Linked DNA regions of Zea mays: regions 2 and 3 are each linked to region 1. A link is a contact called in public Hi-C and HiChIP or PLAC-seq data. All regions are on one chromosome and are shown on one strand. The core of a region is the stretch at or near the end of the contact, and the rest is flanking DNA. Distances in the headings are between cores, read along the strand shown. Region 1 holds the start of LOC103649701 (protein RST1). Region 2 holds the start of LOC103649700 (tryptophan aminotransferase-related protein 2-like). Region 3 holds the start of LOC100272723.

Region 1 (4,488 bases), core at 454-2,953:
ATCTCTATTAAGAGCATAAACAAATTTTCTAGTCTTATCTTAATAAGTAGAATAACCTAGTGTAGAGGCCATCCGAACATCTCATTGGTTAATTTGCAGCCATTAGTAACTCTAATATTTCATTGCACAAATTAAGCAAAAGGAAGACTGGTACCATTTGACCATGAGCTAACTTCCTCAGTAGCACGACATAAGCATCAACCAAACACTCTGCGGAACTAAGCCATAGCCGCACTTCCTGAAGAAAAGAAAGAATAAGTAATTAAAAAAACTCATATGAAGATAATTATTGCGAACAGCATACTGCAATGTAGCACATCTCCAGATATGACATATATAGTACGAGCATCTCAAACCTACAATTTTTCCCTACCTTTTTTGTTACAATGTGATCTATGAACCAATCCGGACTAGACAATAACAGTGGAATCACTGATGAAGTCATCACTTCCATGATGGAATGCACACCAAAACTGCTATCAGAATTAGTCCAAAACATCAACAACAAAAAAAACTCGACCTGCGGATAAGACCGCCCCCATAGCATTATATTAAAAAGAAGACTTTTCTCACGCAGGTCGAGAAAACCCTCGAACCTTTGTCTCACCCATACACAGCGGCACCGTAGCCCATATTAAAATGAATGCGACCGGATCCAGGTCTTAGATCTGTGCTTTGGTATGAGACAGAGGAGGGGATTTTTTTTAACCACGGCCTGAAATTCGCTCATATGGGAGTCAAACCCAAGACTTGAGGATCACTAGTCAGACCACCTAACCAACTCGACTAGAGGCCCTTTCACATTAGACCAAAACATCACAGTACACATTGGTGAGCTCCTATTTGCACAACAGCTCGCAGAATTGCTAACTACAGCATCACTGGGAGTAAGAAAGTATATAATCCTCGAGACCACACAAATACCTGATCGTCCCCGCGGCCGAAATGCAGCATGCTGTCTTGGAGCATCTTCAGAACCGGGATCGCGACACTAGCCTTCCCTGCTGCCACGGCTGCTGCGGCCAATGCACCGATCAAATCCCTGGCAAATGCGGCGTCCCCCTTCCTCACCACGGAGAACATCACGAACGGCCTCAGAAACTTGACCACCCAATCCACCCGGTCGGCAACCATCCCGGCTGCCTGCCGCATCAGCTCCGCTCGAGCGCCGTCAGCCCCCGACGCGAGCGCCTGGATGAAGGGGTGGTCGTGGGCCGGGAAGCGAGAGCCGGAGCGGAGGGCGCAGGTTGCGAGCGCGGAGACTGCCTTGACGAGGCAGGAGGCGAGCAGGGGGGACGGTGAGGCCGCGAGGGGCGCGATGAGGAGCGGGAGGGCGACATCCGAGGGGAGGAGATCGGGGCGGGTGGCGGTGAGACGGGCGATGGAGGCCGCAGCGTGCGCGGCGACTGCAGGGTGGGGCGAAGCGAGGAGGGCTGAGGTGGCGTCGTGGGCGGCCGCTGGGAGGGGCGCGGGGAGGGAGAGGAGGTGGCGGAAGACGGCCCCAACCGCATGGCGTTGCAGTGTGGGGTCCGGAACCCGGGTGCGGTCGACGAGGCGGGAGAGCGCCGCCGTGGTGGAGGAAGGCATAGCCATGGGCGGTGGCCGGAGACGGCACTGGCCACTTGGAAGAGAACGGAGCTGGGGGTGGTTTTTTTAGCGTTGGGCCTGTTTGGGAGTCCGTTTCATCCCAGCCCAACACCTCTAGCCTAAGGCTCCGTTGGCTTCTCTTTATTATAGTCTCTATGACATAAGATGGCTTCTCTTTATTATAGTCTCTATGACATAAGATGTTTAAAGCCCAGTTAAAAATATTAAATATAGTTTAATTATTATAAAACTATTTTATAAATGAAGACTAAACAATAAGAAGAATCATGCTATAGTAAATATTTGTTAATTATACAGTAATTATGTTTAATAAATTTGTCTTGTCATTAAGTCTTCAACTGTGTAATTAATTTTATATTTAGACTATGTTTAATACTCGTAGTAGCCATTAAAATATCTGATGTGATATGTATTAAACTTTAGTGTAGGGAATCAAACACCCCTAAGAGTAATGCATCAGGTTTGGATGTAAATGGATTTAATATAGACAGGTATTATTGAAATCATATTTATTTTCATTTTTTATTCGGATTCAAAATCAAATACGAATAGCTTCGAATACGAATACAAATACAAATGTTCTCAACTGCAAATATGGATAGTCGCGTGTCGGACGGATACCATCGGTAACGAATTTTTTTGTCGGATACCGTGTAGGACATCATTCCACACATATCACGGTTGTTGTGATCACCTAGCCACACAGTTGTTGTAATCATTTAACCACACCTTGAGTCCAAACATTTTTTTTAAGATTATATGTGTACATATCTTGCGTCTCCGTAAAAAAATATAAATTTCTGAGGCAATTTGTGCATTATTAATTTCTTTATGTTCGTCTAGAGGAGGGTGAATAAGCGAAACCTGAATATTATCATTTTTGAACACGAACTTTAACCGAAGTTAGCGTTAGAACAAGTAATAATGAAATCGGTGTGCGAAAGATAGTTCTTCTTACCATGAGTTGCTCAATTAATGCGGATAACGTTTGGGAGCTAACTCGAAACGATAAGTAAGAGAACGTAGAGAGAAAAAGGGGAGAGGAAGAATCAAATCGTAATGCAAGATTAACACAAAGACACGGGTGATTTGTTTCTCGAGGTTCGGTTCTAAAGAACCTACTCTCGTTGAGGAGGCCACATAGGTCGGGTCTTTTTTAACCCTTTAACTCTCTCAAGCGATAACTTAGAGTCTTAGACCGGTTGATTGTTTCTCCTTAATCTCGAGGGTCACTAAGACCCCATAAGGATCAACACACAATTAGGTGTCCCTTGCTAGCTTTACAAGTCACTAAGAGTTTAGAAGGAGAGGAAGAAAGCATGATCAACAAAGTCAAGCAACAAGAACAACAAGAAAAACACAATATCACACTCTCTCTAAACTTTCCAAGGCACTAATCAATAATGATCACTAGTCATGATTATGGCACTTGGAGGAGCTTGGGAGCTTTGAATGTGTCTTGGAGTGATGTGCTTGCTCTTGTATTGAATGTGAATGAATGGAATGCTTGGATGGATTGAATGGAGGGGGTGGGATTAAATTTATAACCACCAAGCACTTCCCAGTCGTTGCCCACTTTCTACCAACCGCGGACGGTCTACGCTCCTGGCCTGGACGGACTGCCCCTGCACATCAATGGTAGAAATTGCAACGGTTAGCAATAACGACCATAACAACGGCTATAGGTGCATTAAATGTGTCGTGAGATATCAGATAAAGCAGTCGCGGACGTGCACCTCGGACGGCCCGCGACGACGCTAAAAATGAATTTTACTGAACCCGGCATCTTTGGGTTTTTCAGGTTTTCAATCGGCGTACCATCCACGTCTGAGGGCCAGACGGTCCGTGCTTGGTCTCGGACGGTGCTCTTCTCTCATTCGGACAGTCCATAGTAGAAATGTGGTTTCAACATAGTTCCTATCCATGATGTATCGAGGTGTCGCGGATGGTCCGTCGGAAGGGACCTAACGGTCCACGCACAGGTGATTTCTCCAAAAAGCTCTCCTGGATGCCCTCGACATCAAAGAAACATCATTTGTGCTTTAAAAGGTGATCTATTGTTTTTGAATTCTTTATATTCCAACTTTTTAGCAACAATATGGTGGAAAAAGGTGCCTTACAACCGTAACCTGTGTTTGGACAGCTCTCTCATGAATTTTGGCTAAATATTACATTGTCTTTATTTTAGTTTGAGAAACGATGTCGCATAATGATGTGATGTTTTACTTGAGAGGACATAAACATTGTCTAGGTATGGCTTGAATAGAGGGGATTATGAGAAACTTAGTATCACAAAAGGTCATTACCTAGCCCAATAACGTTTTCATCCACTAGTTGTACTTTAATACCCTCTCGTGTGAATACAATGCCCTTAATTACATAAAAATACATTTTCTGGTCTAAAAGGTGATCTATTGTTTTGAATTCTTTATATTCCAACTTTTTAGCAACTCTATGGTGAAAAAATGTGCCTTCCAACAGTAACCTATGTTTGGATAGCTCTCTCACGAAATTTGGCTAAATATTCCAACGTCTTTATTTTATTTTGAGAAACGATGTAACAGAATGATGTGTGGTGTTTTACTTGAGAAGACATAAACATTGTCTAGGTATGGCTTGAATAGAGGGGATTATGGGAAACTTGGTATCACAAAGGGTCATTAGCTAGCCCAATAAAGTTTTCATCCACTAGTTGTACTCTAATACCCTCTCGTGCGAATAGAATGCCCTTAATATCAAAGAAACATCATTTATGGTTAAAAAGGTGATCTATTGTTTTGAATTCTTTATATTCCAACTTTTAGCAATTGTATGGTGGAAAAGGGTGTCTTACAATCTTAACATGTGTTTGGACAGTTCTCTCACGTAATTTGGCTAAAT
Region 2 (4,380 bases), core at 693-3,192, 130 kb after region 1:
CATACCATGCATCAGCAAACCCACGCGCCACAGCGTGCGACAGAGGCCGCTGGTCTGGACTCTGGACCACGCACGCGCGGGCCTCCGCTCATGGGACTGGGTGGGAAAAAACTTACCGAGTAGTAGGGCGCCGTGGACACCACGCTCATGGGCGCAGCGCCGGCGCCGGCTCCCGCGGGCGGCGACAGCGCGTACAGCGCGGCCATGAAGAGCTGCGTGGAGCCGGTGCCGACGACGACGTGGTACCCGTCCACGGCGGCGTTGCCGACCAGCCGGTGCACCCGCCGCACCTCCTGGTCCAGGCCCGGCTCCAGGAACCAGCACACGTTGCCCACGTCGGAGAAGTAGCTCATGGTCTGCCACCCCGGGATGACGATCTCGGCGGCGGCCCCCGTCCCCCGCCAGAACTCCTCGAACATGGTTGGGTCGCCGCTGCACCCGACAAGCCGAATGTCAAAAGCCATACTATAGTATATCAGTGGTGACTCTGATACTACAATTGAAACGAAGCATCAAGGTGCATGAATCGCCAGCAAACATGATCCGCGCGCCGGAGTTCATTCTCCATTGACACCAATAACATTGCACAGGGACATGCATGCGCCCGGCCCCACCCGTGGGGTGGGGGTCCTGGGTCCTCGTGGGGCGAGAACACCGAACACCTCCCATTTGCAAGGCGCAGCCGCGGATTGCAAATACAGTAGGGGGTGGAGACTCGAGCGTTGTATTAAATTAACAGGATGTTGGATCCCATTTGGAATGAGATGGATAGTGATTAGTGAAGCAGAAGCACTGACCTGGGGAACAAACGAGCTGGCATGCAAACGCGCGCGGCAGCAAGAAAAGCAGGAAAGCTTTGAACTGAGTACTGAGTACTCACTGATCGAGATTGATCACCGAGTCCGGCGTCACCGCCGGCTTGCCCGTCGACGGCGCCCCGGCCTTGGGCACGGACAGCGGATCCTCCTGCCTCCCCCTTCTGTCGCGGCTGGCGCCAGCATCTAGATGCATCGGGCAGGCCTGATGCCCCTGGCGGTGGTGGTGGTGCGACGGAGCCGTGCTACTGACGTAGTGCTGGACGAGGAGGCCTACGTTGAGGACGACGGAGGCGAAGACGGCGGCCTTCAGGTTCCAGATCGGCGCCCGCCTGCTGGGCTTCCCGGCCTGGGCTTTCCCGCGCGGCCTGTTGGTGGTGGTGGTGGGCCGGAGTGCGGCAAGGTCAGGGCCAGCGCCCCCGCCGTTGGCCGTTTCCTCCCGACGACTCTGCGCCTGCGCGGGCCCGGCCGCAGCGCCGGCGCCTTTGGGGGTGAGGAGGCGCGCGGACGGCGCCATGGCACCGGTGCCTTGGAAGCCGCCGCCGGCCTCCACCGACGTGCCAAGGTGTAATGCCGCCGAAGGCATGCCTAGAGAAAGAGTGAGAGAGAGAGAGAGATCGCGCGCTTGCTGCCAAGGTCTACAGCCTGCTGGCTCGGAACTCGGCTTGTTGGCCGCTAGCTAGCTCCCAGCTTGTTGGGGGAAGCAAACGGAAGAAAAGGAGGGGAAAAAAGGCTCTTTTGCAAAAAGAAAAAAAAAGGTGGAAATCCTTCTTGCCAAAGGAGGAGGAGGCTGGCCGCCGGTTGCGAGCTCGATCGAGCGGCGGACGACCGCGAGCGAGGCTGCTGGGAGCGGGCTGAAGACGGCTCCCCCTCTTGGAGCTTTGCTTCCCCTCTGATTCCACTGTTTCTTCTTGTGCTGCTTCCCCACACTCTCCTGCCACAGGCCTGAAGGTTCAGGCACAAGTGCGCTGCGAGAGCCTTTGCTGGAAACCGGCGGCAGTAACTGAGCTTAAGACTGTATCAGCTGAACAGCAGCAGTGGGCACCGACAGGAAGAGCAGACAGGAGGGGAGAGAGAAGGGTGTTAGCACTTAGCAACGCTGCAAACAAGGGAGAAGCTCTCAAAGCTAAGCTTTAGTGCTGCAGCAGGGATCAGCTAGGAGAAGGGGAGGGCAGTGAAGTGATGCGCTTTTTATAGGGTCGAGGTCGACCCACCATGGATCTCCCGGACGCAATATATTCTTTCTGCCCTTCGCATGATCGGATCAAGTCACCCACTACTACGCCGCTAGTGCTAGGCACGCAGCACGAGTCGCACGACTACTGTCTACAGCACTGTGGAGTGTGGACAACCGAAAGCAGACAGGAACCAAGAAAGGTGATCTCCAGCTTGCCACATTCCTGTCCGCTGAGCGCCCATCGGCTCAGCCGGCTCACGGATAGTTAAGCCGCGCGCAAGAAACACTGACCGGTTCTCTCATAGGTTTAGCCCACATGCTCATTTCTTTTAGTTAAAAGGCACACGGGATTCAAGCCCTCTCCGCGATTCAGGGCTCTTCAACCGTTGCACGTTTGACGCGTGGGCACAAACACTGCTCGTGAGCAATCCAGCGCGTCGCATCCGCCGTGGCCACAAACACTGCTCATGAGCAATCCAGCGCGTCGCATCCGCCTCAACGCCGCGTACCGCGACATGGACGGCTCGGACCTGGGCCTCTGCGACACGGCCTCCCACGGCGACGCGCCGGCGTCCGCGCCTGAGGACCGCCGTCGTGCCTGCGGGAGAGGAGCTGGCTTCGTCCACGCCTGCCCCGGGAGTCGTGTCGCGACCTGGGCGGCTCCGACCGGGTCTTCCACGAACGGCGCGGCGACCGGATCTGCGACGGAGCGGCACGGGCCAAGGACGGCGGGGGCTTGCGGCCGGCGCTTCGCCGTTAGCCAGGTGAGTGCGCCGCCTCGCCTTCTCCAAAAGCGCACGCACCGGGTACAGCTCGTTGGATACTGTAGATCTACGATTTTCAAAAATCGCCGTTAGCGAGACCATTGCGCCCCTGTAAATCTCCTGTCGAGGTCGTCACGCGTCGCTGTGCTCCGGTGCATCTGCCCATGACGTTAGGTGAGGGGAGCCCCTTCGCTGTTCTTCCGTCCCGTCGCCTGTGCTTTATCAACAGCGCAGCCTCACTGTTCTCGTGTCCTTCACCATAGCGCCCATCCCGCAGCTTTCTGCTACATATATGGAGCCCCTACGCTGGTGTATTTCTCTTTCCGTCGGCCTGGTACCCGGCGGAAGCGCCTTTCTCCTCCTCGACTCCGTCGTTCTCATCGTCCGTTCCTTTCTTCTGATGCTAATTTCTTTTCTGTTGGTTCTTGGTCGTCTCTTCATTGCATCATATGTGTTAGCTCATAGGAACTGTTGTTCTTGTAGATCTGCTACGTACCAGCAGGGCAGACACGCGCAGGTCCTCAGGCTCTCCTCTCGGTCTCTTCTGCAGCTATTCGAGGTGAGCGACTCCTTCCACCATCCCTCTCTTGGTTATGTTCATTTGGTGTCCGTGGATACACTGTCTGCATTTTTAGATGGTTGTTGATTAGATGTCCTTATGTCCACCATCCCTCTTCTGCAGCGTTGATTAGATGTCCTTATGTCCCACATTAGTTTCTTGGAACTCTACTTTTTGCTGCACAAACAGAGTGGTGTCTTGATTCATTTTGTCCTGCACGTTTTACAGCTACTTTCTCTTCTATTTGCATGCGTGGATAATTGTTTCCCATTTTTCTTGATACAAACATGGATACAGGCATACACTCCTCTCTTTGTTATTATGTTGATTTGGTGTCCATGGATAGGCTGTCTGCATTTTTTCAGGTTAGGTGTGGTCATGTGGCACTTCCTTAGATGTTACTATGTCCCGCAATAGTTTCTTGGAACTATACCTTTTTGGGGAGAAACAGACTGGTGTCGTGATTCGTTTTGCCCTACACATTTTACAGCTACAATACAGTGACTGTGTTAGCTCAATGACAAGACGTTTTAATATAAGATGGCATCTTGACAACTCATTTTTACTTGCAATCTACAATGAATTAGCTCAGATTCAATGCCATTAGCCAGTGACTGTATGGTCGAACAAAAGGAATAAGTGAAAAAAAAAATATAAGGTAGCAAACCTAATATGCATTTGACTCTAGCTGAAACAGACTATAAATAAAGCAGCAGAAAATATAATGCTCTAAAGTACAGTTAATGGTTGCGTTATGTATTATTTAGAAATGAACTCCACAATAAAACACACCAAATTAAGTTTTGCAACAGTTAATGTTTGATGTAATAAAGTAGGATTCTTACAAATAAAAGTGGGATGGATATAAATAGAACACACACGCAAATTTCTGTAAACATCATCAGGTATCGAACAGATCAGCAAGACACCAACAACAGCATATGTGACAAATAAAACCACGAGACATGCCATACTATGACAATCAGAGGTGACAAATACAACGTACTCTCAAATGAGGTGTATTACCTTACCTGTGTTTCTCCCCTCGTGAACAGAGCACTACCA
Region 3 (4,968 bases), core at 1,486-3,985, 200 kb after region 1:
CTTGTCTCGTAAAATCTGCACACCTGCTTGGACCTGCAAGTTATGAAGCACTCAGTTTGGTGCATTTTTCTTTTACAACAATCGTATATTCATAGGACTAGTATACAGGATAATATATCCCATGAGTGTCCTTAGCCATGCAACAATACTTAAACAAGTAAGAAGAAAAGCAATGGTAGAGAAGGTTCGCATGTTAATGAGATCTAACATGAGGAAGCAACCTAATCATCTTATTTGTGTATGACTGCATCCATGTTCTAAGCTAAGCCCCTAAAATACAAACAGATAAATATGCAGTTACATACTGAGAGAGAGAAACCAGTAAATATGATTAATTTGCATCTAGCAAGTCAACTTCAAAAAAATAACTCTAATAAGTACAGCATGAAAAATCTGTTGAACAACAAAGACCAACAGTGGGTGAGCACATCCAGGTCTATGTACTACCAAAAATGAACAAGAGACTGAGAACATCTACCAAAATAGCAAATCAAACATATATGAACTATCTTGTTTTATCCTATGTGCTGCTACAATCAATAAATGATGATATAACATTTTGTGGCAAGCCGGCAATAAACATGAAACGTTGTAAATCCTCCATTTGAATGGAAAACATTATCTATAAAATATGGTATGAATAAAAACAGTAAGTCAGTAACATGAAATAGGTCTATAAAATGTGGTCACTCAGAAGTGCATAAATGTTTGCTACTGCATTACAGAGTCTTTTCCACCACATATGGAGCAAAGACTAGCAAACTAAAGAAGGGAGAGTCACATGTAACCTACCTCTCTGAGCATGTTCTCAAGGTGCCTGAGTTTTCCATCAGTGCTACCATTATAGTTACCAATTGTTAACTTCAACTCATCAACAGAGTTTTCTAGTTGGTGTGTTCTGCCCTCCATCTGTGAAAGCCTTGAGCTTACACCTTCCAGTGCATGCAAAAGGTTATCAGAGTACTTCTTCATGGTTCGATCAATATCTGCGATAGTAACTGTAGGGAAGTTACTCCTGTCTTCCTCATGACTAACTTTCTTCAGCACATGTGGCTCCAATATACCAGCACTCTATTCAGAACAAGGAAGATTGTAAGTATATAATAAAGGAGATGCTATTGATGTGATGATGTCATCACTTTGAAGTTTTGAACCCTCAATGATGAACAGTTAAGTTGGTCTTTCAAAGAAACACAGTGCACACACATGCTTCAATTATATAAATAGATCCTCACTTTACAAGCCAACAAACCTGAAACGGATGTCTGTTTTGCACATATCAATAGATAGCTGATACTCACAAAGTTAAATCACAGTAGTAACTAATTAAGCATTATACAATGCAATCAAACTTGGCTGACAGAGGGGTGAAGAGTATAGCTAACTATGTAAATGAACTTGGCTGAAAAAAGAGTGAAGAGTATAGGTAACTTGTTAGATGGGAGAAAAGGTGAAACATATACAGCTCGGGTAGGCTCAGTTCAAATAGGGAACAGTGGGTGATGCTATCAGCTGTCCGTGTACAATATCTTATAGTGGTCTATCCACAAAAATGTGTAGTTTCTGGCAGAAACAAACTCTGAGCACAATTTGGCAGCGCTGATTTACCAGACAATCAATATAAGAACATTTGAATTCCCATATGGGTCTGTAGATTCTTTATCTAACAGGCTAGCACAGAGTCATCGACACATTAGTGTGTAGCAAAAGATAAACATTCTAGTGGCCTACTCCGGACATTAAAGTGGTCCTAGTGGCTGTGGAAACACCTGTGTCTTTGATGGGGCTACTCTGAACATCTCTAGGAGTATCCAAGACAAACAGTCTCTTGCAACCTAGGTTACCACCTATGGTTGGTGGTTTTTTGTACAGGTCTATTTTGCCCTTTTATCTTCTTAATTTAGTTATGCGCAGTACTCCTGGACATTCGAGGAAAAAAAGATAAACATTCAAACAATACTTCACAAGAGTCTTTTGGTGTGGGCTGCATGCAATAAAGCTTATCAGTTGACTATGCTCATTCAATTGAAACCAGCTACAAAAAATGGCCCGTCTTCTCTGCCCATCCATCCCATTTCGATTACGAACACATCAACATATGGGAGAAAACAGTAACTAACTGAAATTTGCAAATCTCAACAGTGATTACGAGTTAAAAGTTCTCTGACTAAACTAGTCGCATGATGAAGTGATGACCTACAAGGATAAAAAAAAAAGTTCGGAGACGCATTCGACTCAGAAAATAGGCAGAGGCGCAGAGCACTACGAGATTGGGACTCGGCAGATCTAGCGGGAGTACCACCACAGGGTGGAAGGTCATACCTTGAGGTTGTATGAGGCGGCGGCGGAGGCAGAGGCAGAGGCGGAGGGTGCCTTGGAGTCGAGCGATCCCCACGAGGCCTGAGACACGGGGGCGGCGGCGGTGGCGCCGCCGGTGCGGATCGGCTGGAAATCGTAGCTGGGTAGCATGTCGTCTGATGTGCCGTTGACGCTGCTACTGCTACGCCGGCGACGGAGACGGTCCTCGCCGTCCTCCTGGGGGATCGGGATCATCAGATCGCTGAGATCCACACCCCCACCGCCCCCCGCGCCGCCGCCGGACGGGGAGGCGGAGGCGGCGAGGCCGAGGATCTGCTTGTCCATGAACTGCGACGCGTTCATCTCCTCGCCGTGTCGGTTGGTGGAGATGTTGGTGCGGATGGAGCTGGAGATGGTGGTGAGGTGAGGAGGGGAAGGGAGCGGAAGAGTAATCCGGATGGGGACAAGCAAGCGAGGCGAGACGGGACGGGACGGCGAGTCGGTTCGCGTTGCTCCGGGCCTCCAGCTCTGCAATTCGCATATTGCTTGGGCCTAGTTTGGGCTAACACCTGGGCTCTCATTTTTACTGGTCCAGACTTTACCAGGTCGGGTTCCCCTTCTCCTGCCTCTATCCATTCTTTTCTTTTCTTGTTGTTTTGCTAGGTAATGGAGAAAAGTTCTCGCTTCTCCCTTTTTTCAGTGCAAGAAAAATAATTACAAATGATTGCCTCATATCTATGTACATTTGGGTCGGTCCGAAGCACGAAAAAAAAAACACAGCCCAGACACAGCATGACCCGAAATATTTTAGGTCGAGGTCGCGGCCCATGGGTGGGCACGAGCACGGCCCATTTAAGGCAGGCACGAAATAACTCATATAAAGACACGAAAAGGCTCATATATTTATTAAAACCACACTTCATTTCACACTTTCTTGTATTTGATAAAGAACACAAATCTAGAGATAATGCTAGCTAGATGTTTTTTGTAGCTTTGAATTAGAGTATGTGATGTAATTTTACTTTTGTTATGAACATTAGATAATAAACTGAACTTACGAATTTTGTATAGAGCTGATTATACTCGTTTTCCTTCTAATAAAATGATTTGTAAACGAGGTAGTCATTACATAGCTCTGGTAACTTTAATACAAATGTTAAGTTTGCTTTTGTTCAAATTTATTTGTCTTATCTTTTATTTGTTTTATTAAATTTGTTTTGAATTTAGGGCTCTGATGTGAATTCCGGACCCTGACGTGAATTTCGGGCAAAAAACTGAATTTCGGACCAGAAATTGAATTTCGTGCCGCCCGAAATGAGCCCGGCACGTTTAAGCAATTACGTGTCGGGCCGAGGGCTAGGTCTGTGGGCCGGCCCAGATCGACCCGAAATTCAAACAATACAGGCTTTTTCGGGCTTGGATCGGGCCGGGCTGGACGGCCCGAATGTACACTTATATATCTCACTATACTTTCACCATTTTATGGCGAAAAACAAATCATAATAAAAAGGAGTTTAACATTATTGAGCAAAATTAAGATAGAAGCTACGGAGGAGAGGGAGTAGATTGTTTGAAATATATGGTGGATATTTGAAATATATGCAAGTTATTTCAAGTTTTGTTTTCGCTAATTTTGAGACTACAATTTTGATGTGCGGTTTTGACACCTAATTTGCAGCCTTTTAAGATTTACACCCCTACACAATGACATTGTGAATTATTGACATGCAGGTTAATCTTGATAGGCTTGCGAATTGGATGTTAATTTTCAATTTTTCTCATTTGCCAGTGTTGCTACTTCGCGCTAGGAACCAGAAGTTTCAGGAATTCCTCCTGTTTTGCCATCTTATATCCGCAGAAGTTTTGATGCTAACGCATATACGGGTACTACCCTCTACACCACGTATATATATTAAGACTAGTTTGGAAAGAGAATTAGAAAAGAAATTAGTTTATTTCCACGTCAATTTCTTTCAATTCCCAAAAGAATTTGAGTTCCAAACTAATCCTAATAGTTTGTTTGGCAAGGACACGAGAGGGATTTGAGAGACTAAAATTCTTTGATGTTAATTTTAAATAGCAAAGGATTTTATCCCCTCATTTGCTCCCAAAAGAGTGTTCACGCAGAGTGCTCGAATAGGAGTAATCAGAAAACTAGAAGGAAAGCACTCATTAATTCACACAATAGAAATAATTCTTAAAAAACGAAGAGCAGACAAACAAAAGTAAACTGATAGAGCTGTAAAACTTGGTAAGCTCTAAACATTAGATTATTGCGTCCTGAGCAGGCCAGCAGGGAGCAGAGTCATCGGCCCGTCCGGCTCAGTAGACGTACTGGACGCGACACAGCTTCGACGACGACCCCGACCACGGCACGTCGACGGTGACCACGCCGTCCTTGTACGTGAACTCGGCCTCGTCGCCGTTCACCTTGCAGAGCCTGGGCGTCGCCGACGAGTACGCCACCAGCTCCCCTGCGCCCTTCACGAACACCTCTGCCGTGACGCCGCTAGCATCTTTCTTGGCCTCGAACGCCTGCACGGCGCCGGCGGTGTTGAGCATGTTGGCGAGTCCGATGGGCGCGAACTTGATGGCCCGCTCGTGCGAGATGACGCGCACGGGGGCGACGACGAAGAGCTCGTAGGTGAAGGGCTGCAGCGTGAGGTCGAC

What was found. Hi-C and Micro-C count contacts between places; a contact is called where the count stands out from the background. HiChIP or PLAC-seq counts read pairs in DNA pulled down with a chosen protein or histone mark.
Region 2: a contact with region 1 is called in a Hi-C map of leaf, with 2.1 times the contacts expected there. The contact joins the promoter of LOC103649700 here to the promoter of LOC103649701 in region 1. A contact is called at or near these places in 4 of 25 Hi-C or Micro-C datasets (ear, leaf and tassel).
Region 3: an H3K4me3 HiChIP or PLAC-seq map of leaf shows a contact between it and region 1, with 3 times the contacts expected there. The contact joins the promoter of LOC100272723 here to the promoter of LOC103649701 in region 1. A contact is called at or near these places in 3 of 25 Hi-C or Micro-C datasets (ear, leaf and root tip) and 1 of 3 datasets of contacts at active chromatin or transcription factors (leaf).

What each region holds. Positions count from the first base shown.
Region 1 is chr3:12,720,246-12,724,733 of Zm-B73-REFERENCE-NAM-5.0, reverse strand. It overlaps LOC103649701 (protein RST1), which reads right to left and starts at 1,703. Exons shown (of 24, transcript XM_008675433.2): 1 at 925-1,703; 2 at 155-238. The coding sequence starts at 1,593.
Region 2 is chr3:12,589,239-12,593,618 of Zm-B73-REFERENCE-NAM-5.0, reverse strand. It overlaps LOC103649700 (tryptophan aminotransferase-related protein 2-like), which reads right to left and starts at 1,942. Exons shown (of 5, transcript NM_001329389.1): 1 at 881-1,942; 2 at 117-432. The coding sequence starts at 1,401. It overlaps LOC118476783, which reads left to right and starts at 3,277. Exons shown (of 7, transcript XM_035966556.1): 1 at 3,277-3,315.
Region 3 is chr3:12,519,920-12,524,887 of Zm-B73-REFERENCE-NAM-5.0, reverse strand. LOC100272723 reads right to left here and starts at 2,735. Exons shown (of 3, transcript NM_001147176.1): 1 at 2,323-2,735; 2 at 793-1,071; 3 at 1-33. The coding sequence starts at 2,661. LOC100281190 reads right to left here. Exons shown (of 2, transcript NM_001367876.1): 2 at 4,475-4,968. The coding sequence ends at 4,621.